3 separate regions of the Mus musculus genome follow, and regions 2 and 3 are each linked to region 1. A link is a contact called in public HiChIP or PLAC-seq data. All regions are on one chromosome and are shown on one strand. Each heading gives the region's core, a stretch centred on a gene start, on an enhancer-like site or on the middle of the called end of the contact. The rest is flanking DNA. Distances are from core to core; before and after follow the strand shown.

Region 1 (2,695 bases), core at 112-2,611:
TGCTGTGTGTTTTATTTGGCAACAAAACATTCTACTGATAATGTGTTAACTGCAGAAATCAGATTCCTGCCCTCATGCATCACTTATTTGGTGTTCTAGGGTTTTTGTTGAGATGGGGGCTTGCTTCAGTGAGATTGCAGGTGCACAGCTGTTCAAGGCGTTTCTGAATTCTGTGAACTGTCTTTGTCATGTACATGCAGGAAAATCTCCCTAATCAGCTTGTGATTTGCTAACAATTGGACAGGTGTCCTTGAATCCCTAGACCCTGTAAAGCCTCCCTGCCCTGCTGAGGGGCCTCCCTGCCCTGCTGAGGGGCCTCCCTGCCCTGCTGAGGGGCCTTTGTGCTTTCCGCTCAGTAGGCAGGCTGTTTACAGCTGTGCAGCTTTCTCTCCAGGCTTGGTCAGACACGGAGCTTAGAGCTTTCGATTTTATTGGAATATAATTTGCAGGCCATATGATACATCATTATAAAATTTGTGTCATTGCCTCCCCTATGTTCACAATCACTTATAGAAGAGTCTCTGCACCCCATCTGTACCAGGTGTGGCCCTCTCGGTTCCCATCCAGGTCAAGGGTCTCACAGCTCACACCTCTTCTCCAGATTTGCCTTCTCAGTGTTTTTGGTTAGTGGTGGTGGTGGTGGTGGTGAGACTGTACATTATCACCACAAGCATCAGTGATGCTAAACAGCTGGGGAAGGCCCTGGTCATCCAATGAGGATAAGGGATGGGGGGGGGGGGAAGCACTGGTGACCTCCCAGGGAGCACCAGATAGGTTGTGGGAAGATGGAACAGCACCGAGCTCACGTTCTTTCTCACTCAGTGGGAAATGCCTTTGTGTCAGCTCTTAACTGTTACAAACCTTCCTTCATCTTGTCAGCTTACAAAAGCTAATCCATGCTATTTTTAGCCAGGATTTTTAGTGAGAAGTTTCTTAGAAGTCCCGAGTCTGCCATTTCATTTCTTTCCTTACTTGAAGTTGGTGCCTTTGGAGCACTTTGTAAGAATGATCACCAGTCCCTGGGTAGGAGAGTCTTAATGCCCAAGGTGAGCATCACTTTACTATTATGTACATGCGTGACTTTTAAAACTCTCTTCCCATCTGTATACACATGCTTGTGTGTAAGCCACCAGGAACTAGTTAGAGCATATGCCAGACCAATTTCTCTTCATTCTCTTGCCTTTCATACCTTAGCTCCATTGTTTGGTCCTTATGTGTGAGGATTATGTGTGAAAGAAAGGTTAACCGTAGCTCTTTGTTTTACCCTGCATGGGGCAGTGGGGGATAGGACTGTGAATAGTCAGAACGCTTGCAGAGCGCTCTCTCCCTGCAGGGGAAGGCTCTCCCTTGGCCTCCCAGCTCTGCTGTTAGCTGATTCTTCTTGGAATGCATGTGAGATCAGCCTAGCAGTGAACCCGCAATGGCTGGATTCCAGCCCACGGAAGTGCCTTTGCTTTGGTCGTAGCGTTTGTGGGCAGTTTCTCTTGCAGACTAGGACCATCCGCCCTGTTGCCTCTGACTTCTCAGCTCTTGGAGTCACAGCCTGTGGCTGCCGCATTGTGGCTTCACCCTGCAGTTGATGTTAGCATTTACAGTACTTTGAGGACTCGGAATTGTGTGTGGCCATTCCCCATCTTCAGTATATGTAACATGAACACATGAGGAAAAATATTTGAAGGGAGACAAGAAACCAGCAAAGGGGGGGGGGATCAGGGAGGGTGGGGGTGAATAATAAAATGGTATATGCATCAGAATCCTATATTGAACCCTTACATGTTAGCTTAAGGAAAAATAAACTATAGCAAGAGTGAAACAAGCCAGTTCTGCTCCATCACCTCTGACACAGGAGCCCGCTCAGACTGTACAGCTTTTCTGGCTATCTCGTCACCATTTATTAGAATCCTGTGTGTGGACATGTGTGTTTAGTTTCCAGCAAATGATTTTAAAATGAAAGGCTTAAGCAGGGCATGGTGGCATACACTTTTAATCCCAACTTTTGGGAGGCAGAGGCAGAGGCAGGTGGATCTCTGTGAGTTTGAGGACAGCCGTGTCTACAGAGTGAGTTCCAGGACAGCCTGGGCTACACAGAGAAACCCTGTCTCAAAAAACAAAGCAAAACAAACAAAAAAGAACTCTTGCAGTAGCAGTAACTCCAGGTTTTAAATCTGAGAAGGAAAAGGATCCGGTTACATAAGACATAAGCGTTGGTTGTATTGGAGAATTTGAGCTGCCTCTGTGTGTGTTTCAAGGGCAAAGGAAGCTTTCTGGACCTTGTGTATTAATACACATACTCTGGCCTTTGTCATACGGTACAAGTCCCTGGGCCCCTTCCCAGTGTACCTGCTCCTGCGCCCTCCACGGCTGTCAGCTTCCTGAACAGTTTGAGTGGCCTTCATTCATTCATCCATTGCTTACATTGGAGCCATTTCCTGTTTAACTTTAGGGCAGGGTATTTGATGCCTGGCTCTTTTCATTCACTTAATCCACGGCTCATCTGTGGAGCTTTTTCTTCTGTAGCTGAGCCCCAGAAGGCCCTCATCACACATACCCTGATGTTCACCATGGCTTTCGTACTGTTTTGCTTTCAATCATATGTAGGAAACACAGGATGAGTCAGCTGTGTTATGGTTGGATGAAATTCAAGGTGGAATCTGGCAGTCCAACAAAGACACCCAAGAGGCCCAGAGGTGTAAGT
Region 2 (2,695 bases), core at 83-2,582, 590 kb before region 1:
AAGTTTTTTTGGTTTGGTTTGGTTTGGTTTTTCGAGACAGGGTTTCTCTGTATAGCCCTGGGTGTCCTGGAACTCAGTGAGTACTTTGTAGACCAGGCTGGCCTTGAACTTAGAAATCCGCCTGTCTCTGCCTCCCGAGTGCTGGCATTAAAGGCGTGCGCCACCACACCTGGCAGTATAATGAAATTTTTATGGTTTTACAGAATAAAGTCAGAAATCAGGGCTAATACATCAAAGAACAGGCACAGTGAGATGGGGAAGTCTTCACCCAGGCCCGGGATGCTGTCCCATGACATCCAAGCTTTCGAGTTGGTGGAAGCCAGTGGCCCGCTAAGTCAGTGGATTCTAGAAGGTTTTTCTCTTAGTCACAGGATTAGTGCCCTGTGTTAGCTCTGACACACGAGGACAAGGAATGGCTGTTTTGAGGTTGGAACTGTATCGGGATGGGACCTGCAGCATTCCAGACTCCCAACAGGACTGAAGTTCTCCCAGTCAGTCTCTGCAGACACTGCCCCTTTTCAAGAGTTTCCGTTCACAAGAACCATCTCCCTACCCACCCACCCCCAGCCCCACCCCAAATTATTTTTGTCTTCCTGTCCTCAGATATACGAAACAGTTACCCCTCTTTATTTATGTGTGCTCCTGGAAGAGTACTCACGTGTTCGTGGAGTCCAGAAGAGGGCGCCAGAGCCCCTGGAATTACTGGTGGTTGTCGGTGCTGCGAACTAAATCCTGTCTCTGGAAGAGCAATGTGCCTTGGCCGCCAAGCCATTTTCTAGCCCCTAACCCTATTTTTAGAAAGCCTGTTCAGTCTACCCTCTAGCTATATAATTTCCACTCTCTCCTGGACAATAGCACAGAGCCTTGATGTGCCCTGACCCTCCCACGCTGTTCCACTCACAGTGCTGTTCTTGGCCCTTGACTGGATGCTATTGCTTCTTGGCGACTGAGTTTGCGTCCTCCCTTCTAAACAGGGCTCCCTCCACCGGCCAGGAACCCCGCTTTGCAGGTGGGGTTGGAGGCTGAGGAGCAGTGGGGCTAGAGGAAGCTGGAAGGGTGGCGCGGAGCAGCCAGGCAGGCAGGAAGGACCCAGGGATGCGCGCCTTCCCTGGGACACCGCGACTGTGGGATGCAGAGCTTTCTGGAGGGTGATGGTCGGGAAGCTTGCTTTCCTTGGAGTCTTTCCTTTCTGACTTGAAACCATAGAACAGACTGCACAACCTCCGGTGTGACAGTTGTGAGTGGCCTCAAGTTTCCTCTGGGCACAGCAGGATGAGACAATTGTTACACACGGATTCAGTCTCTTCCTGGCTGTGTGAGCTGATGGCGCTCCATTCCCGGCCATTGTTTCTGCTGCCACCAGGGAACAGGCTTCTCTGTGACTCACCGCCCTTCCAGCAGCTGCCTCTTTGAAGCTTCTTGCTCCTTTTCTCCTCTCTCTCCCTCTCCACCAGCCTCACCGCCCCCCCATGGCTACTTTTGTCCAGAAGTTTACCCCTCTTGCTGATCTGACCTCTAAAGGGCATCTGTAGTGAACTTGTCTGAGTTACATGATCTTCCCTTTTGAATGCCAGCCTAGCTAAGTGGGTCTGGTGGGGGGGGGGGTTCCTTTGTCTTTTGGCCACTGAAGCTCCCAGTGGCAATGTCTACGTCCACTGCAAGGGATCTGTCTTGCTTTATGCATTGCTGTAGTCTGGGGGTCTCAAAGTGACAAGGCTTAAAGGCTTACTTTCCGGTGTGGGACCTTTGGGAGGTGGTAGGAACTTTCGAGTGGGGGTCATCTGGCTTGGAGAGGCATGTCCAAAAGAACATGGTGGGACTCTCCTCCACTCTCATTCAGTTCCACACCCAATGTCCCACCACAGCCCAGATGCCACGGCCTGAAGCCTCCCTCTCCTTTTGTCTCAGGCATTTGTCAGTATAATGGAAAGCTGACAACCTGTATGTGCTACCTGGGATTCAGAGTACCCTTTAAATCCTACGCTGGGTCTGTCAAATGGGACCAGGCTCCAACCTTGCCTTGCCCAGCGCCTCTTCCCTTTGCTCTCTGTCCTGTTCTCCTCGTGACAGTTGAGAACATCACCTCCTTCTCTGGGCTTAGCAGGTGTGGAGCTGCGCACCTCTGTGTTGTCACTCAGCAACGCCTGGCTTTCGTTTATTCTTTAGTTACAGCCAGTCGTATATTAAAGGGTCGCAGTGTTAGGAAGACTGAAGACCACTGGTCTAGAAGTTTGGTGTGTTTCTTTTCCTTTAAAGACCATCTTGTCTACCTTGTAAATTTTTTTTTTTGAGACAGGGTTTCTCTGTGTAGCTCTGGTTGTCCTGGAACTTACTCTGTAGACCAGGCTGGCCTCGAACTCAGAAATCTACCTGCCTCTGCCTCCCGAGTGCTGGGATTAAAGGCGTGCGCCACTACGTCCGGCTTACCTTGTAATTCTTATAGCTTCTTTTAGCTCTAAAAATGTTAGGCGTGCTCATGGTGAAGCACCAGCCTCCTCTTCTTCACGGCACTGGGAGGGGGTAAGATGTCTCTTCCTCGATGTTATCTTAGGTCAGGCATCTTCATGCAGGACAAAGAGCCCGTGTTCTTCTCTACAGTGGAGTCTGTGGTCAAACTGAAGAGCCATCATATATTCTGGCTCCACCAGACCTTACAAAGTTGTTTAGCTTCCAGTTTGTTCTACAAAAGAGTTGT
Region 3 (2,695 bases), core at 58-2,557, 520 kb after region 1:
GTAACGGGACTTCAGGCCACACACACAAAATCATCCCCAAATATGGAAGTTCCTGAAAAAGTTTAAAGATAGACACCAGCCATACCACCTATAAGACAAGGATACGGCTAAGGGAGTGTATGACTTCTGTGCTTTAAGCGTGCAGTAATTTGTGTCCTTTTGATATAAACAAAAGAAAACTACAAATGAGAGATCCCATTTGTAATAAAACAATGAGATCATTCGTTTGACCCATTTTAGGGAAATACAAAGCCATGTTAAAATCCAGTCCACAGATAGGGCTGAAGAGCTTCACTTGGAGAACATCCCTCTTCTCGTCTTTTTTTTTTTTTTTTTTTAAATATTTACGTATTCCTTTTACGTATGTGCATCTGCCTATACCTAGGTGAATTTCCTGTACCAGGTGTATGCAGGAAGCCAGTTCTAAGCAGTTGGTTGTAAACTGCCTGATATGGGAGCTTAGGAATGAAACCTGGGTCCTCTATGAGAGCAGTCCGTGCTCTTAACTGCTGAGCCACGTCTCCAGCACCATCCATTTTTGTGAGACAAAGTCTCCTGTAACTCCTGCTGGCCTTGAAACTCTTTGTTGCAGAGGATGTCCTTGAACTTCTGACCCTCCTGCCTCCACCTTCTGAACAGTAGGATTATACGCATGCACCAGCAGGTCCTGGCCACCCCATCTTCTTCTAAGCATCCACCACTATATCCTAGGCTACATGAGACCCTGCCTCAATAAAACCAAAAACAAACAACAGAACAACAATAAAACCAGGCACTGGATTACAGACAAACCCCACTTCAGCTGACTCATTCCTATTTTCATTTAAATGGAGACGGGGTCTCATTATGTGGTCCTGGCTGGTCTTAAATTCACAAAGATCTTCCTGCTTCTGCTTCCTGCATGCTAGGATTAAAGCTGTGCATCACTGTGCCAAATAGCACATCTCTGTTTTCTCAATAGACATCTCTAATTCTAATGTTACTCTACTTTTTAATGGTCTAACAGGCTTACCGAACAGCCTACTTACAATAAGCTATGTGCATGTGGCAATCCACATCTTCTTTACTAGATGTTTCTTATTCTGGCAAACCCTGTCTATCTGGTCCATATAGATTATATGGCCACAGAGAGCTGAGAAATAACCATGTGCAGGGGTCCCAGAGAAGATGCAGTGCTCAGAGATGAGGAGGAGTCACTGGGTCTTTGGGAGTTCTCACCTGGAGGCCAGATCAGGCTGGTAGAGGCTAGCGAGCCTGCAGGCAGAGCCAGTCCAGGCGCAGTAGGGGTCTCGAGCCAGGAGGCAGTCTCCACAGGTTGGGTACAGGCTGCAGTTGGCTACGGGCACTTGCACCACCCCGGAATGGGAGGAGGCATACAACAGTCCCTACACAGCCAAACATGAAGAGTGAGAGGGAGACACAGGCACCGGGACACTGTCATACTAGCCTCACATGCTCACTAGTCATCCCAGGGCACCCCTGACAAGTTCTGCCACATATCCTTTTTATGGTCAGAAGCCAGGGCTCTGTAACTTTCCATCTTGCTTTGGCAAGGGACAGAAAAGCTGGCTTGTTGACAGTCAAAGTGGTCAAATTCACTCCATGGCCCACTCACCCCATGGCTGTCCAAGAGCAGGTTCTGCACAGGCTGTCCTTGAGGGAAGATCTGCAGCTCCTCAATGATGTGGACTCTGGAGCTCAGGGTCACTGCTTTGTGCAGGCGGCCATCACCTGCAAGCATGGTCACGACTCAGGCCGTGGTGGAGCCCACCGCCCACGATCTACCAGCCATGCATGTATTGCCCTCCTTAACTCAATTCTGCAGGGCTGCAGACACTCACCAGTGCCCAGAAATAGGACATCATAAGTGCTGTGCAGGCCAGGCACACGGTGCACAGCCACACGCTGGTAGCGGGCTCTGGGCTGCAGCAGCAGCAGGCGACTGCGGACCTGCCCATCCATCAAGAAGTGATCCTTGAGGAAGTTCAGCACTCGGTCTGGGAGCTGCAGGGACGAGTTGATCTTCCGTTCCCGGGCACTGTTGGTAATGCACTGAAGAAGGCAGAAACAGGAGGGACAGGAATCAGCGTGGAGCATGCCTCCTGGGACAGTAGCGGCCCCTGCCACATTAACTATGCTCCAGAAATCATGGAACATCTGCCTTTCTGCACTGTGCTGGTCCAAAGGCAAATCTGACGTGTGAAGAAAGCAAGACCGGGGTTTCCTGCTGGCCTCTGGCCTATTGATCCTCACCAAGTTTGCACACAGGTCTCAAAGTGTGACTTTTCATTTTGCCTGGGGCCTTACCCGTGCATCTTACCCTAGGGCTGCCGGGAAGTTTTCAGGGCCAATCTCAGTGCAGCCATAATCAATTCCCACACCTACCCAGGTCCTGCTTCTCTCTGCCCCAGGGTTTCTCTGTGTACAAGGCTTAGTCGGGTGGACAGAATAAAGGGATAATGACAGTACTGTGCAGCATTGTGCAAAGCACGGTACAGTGGCGTCTTCTTGTACTCCCAGGACTTGGGAGGACTGGGAATTCAAACAACCCAGATTACACCAGCCTGCTGCCTTTGAGACAGACAACTAAAAACAATCTACACCACTGCACGGAGGCCAAGCTGACGAGGCGGGACTGAAGGTGCTCTGTCATTCATGGGACATCTTCTTTGGTAAGATAGGAAGCCAGGGCTTA

What was found. HiChIP or PLAC-seq counts read pairs in DNA pulled down with a chosen protein or histone mark.
Region 2: an H3K27ac HiChIP or PLAC-seq map of embryonic stem cells shows a contact between it and region 1, with 4 times the contacts expected there. The contact joins two enhancer-like sites. A contact is called at or near these places in 1 of 15 datasets of contacts at CTCF or cohesin (large pre-B cells), 7 of 484 Hi-C or Micro-C datasets (the HPC-7 cell line, cardiomyocytes, cerebellum and 3 more), 4 of 115 datasets of contacts at active chromatin or transcription factors (acute myeloid leukemia, embryonic forebrain and embryonic stem cells) and 2 of 9 other capture datasets (embryonic stem cells and liver).
Region 3: a contact with region 1 is called in an H3K27ac HiChIP or PLAC-seq map of embryonic stem cells, with 2.4 times the contacts expected there. The contact joins two enhancer-like sites.

Annotation. Positions count from the first base shown.
Region 1 is chr7:80,744,112-80,746,806 of GRCm38.p6, reverse strand. Iqgap1 (IQ motif containing GTPase activating protein 1) reads left to right here. Exons shown (of 38, transcript NM_016721.2): 16 at 2,599-2,689. Among named protein-coding and RNA genes, the nearest start is that of Crtc3, 57 kb to the right of the region's middle. Within about 2 kb of position 1,361, at least 68 of the 459 cell types and tissues checked have an H3K27ac peak or open chromatin away from gene starts, as enhancers often do. A contact at or near this core is called in embryonic stem cells and palatal mesenchyme, where this site is marked.
Region 2 is chr7:81,334,593-81,337,287 of GRCm38.p6, reverse strand. No RefSeq gene overlaps it. Among named protein-coding and RNA genes, the nearest start is that of Rps17, 9.3 kb to the left of the region's middle. Within about 2 kb of position 1,332, at least 49 of the 459 cell types and tissues checked have an H3K27ac peak or open chromatin away from gene starts, as enhancers often do. A contact at or near this core is called in embryonic stem cells and palatal mesenchyme, where this site is marked.
Region 3 is chr7:80,219,478-80,222,172 of GRCm38.p6, reverse strand. It overlaps Sema4b (sema domain, immunoglobulin domain (Ig), transmembrane domain (TM) and short cytoplasmic domain, (semaphorin) 4B), which reads right to left. Exons shown (of 14, transcript NM_001360135.2): 10 at 1,842-2,052; 11 at 1,616-1,731; 12 at 1,219-1,385. Among named protein-coding and RNA genes, the nearest start is that of Cib1, 12 kb to the left of the region's middle. Within about 2 kb of position 1,307, at least 6 of the 459 cell types and tissues checked have an H3K27ac peak or open chromatin away from gene starts, as enhancers often do. A contact at or near this core is called in embryonic stem cells, where this site is marked.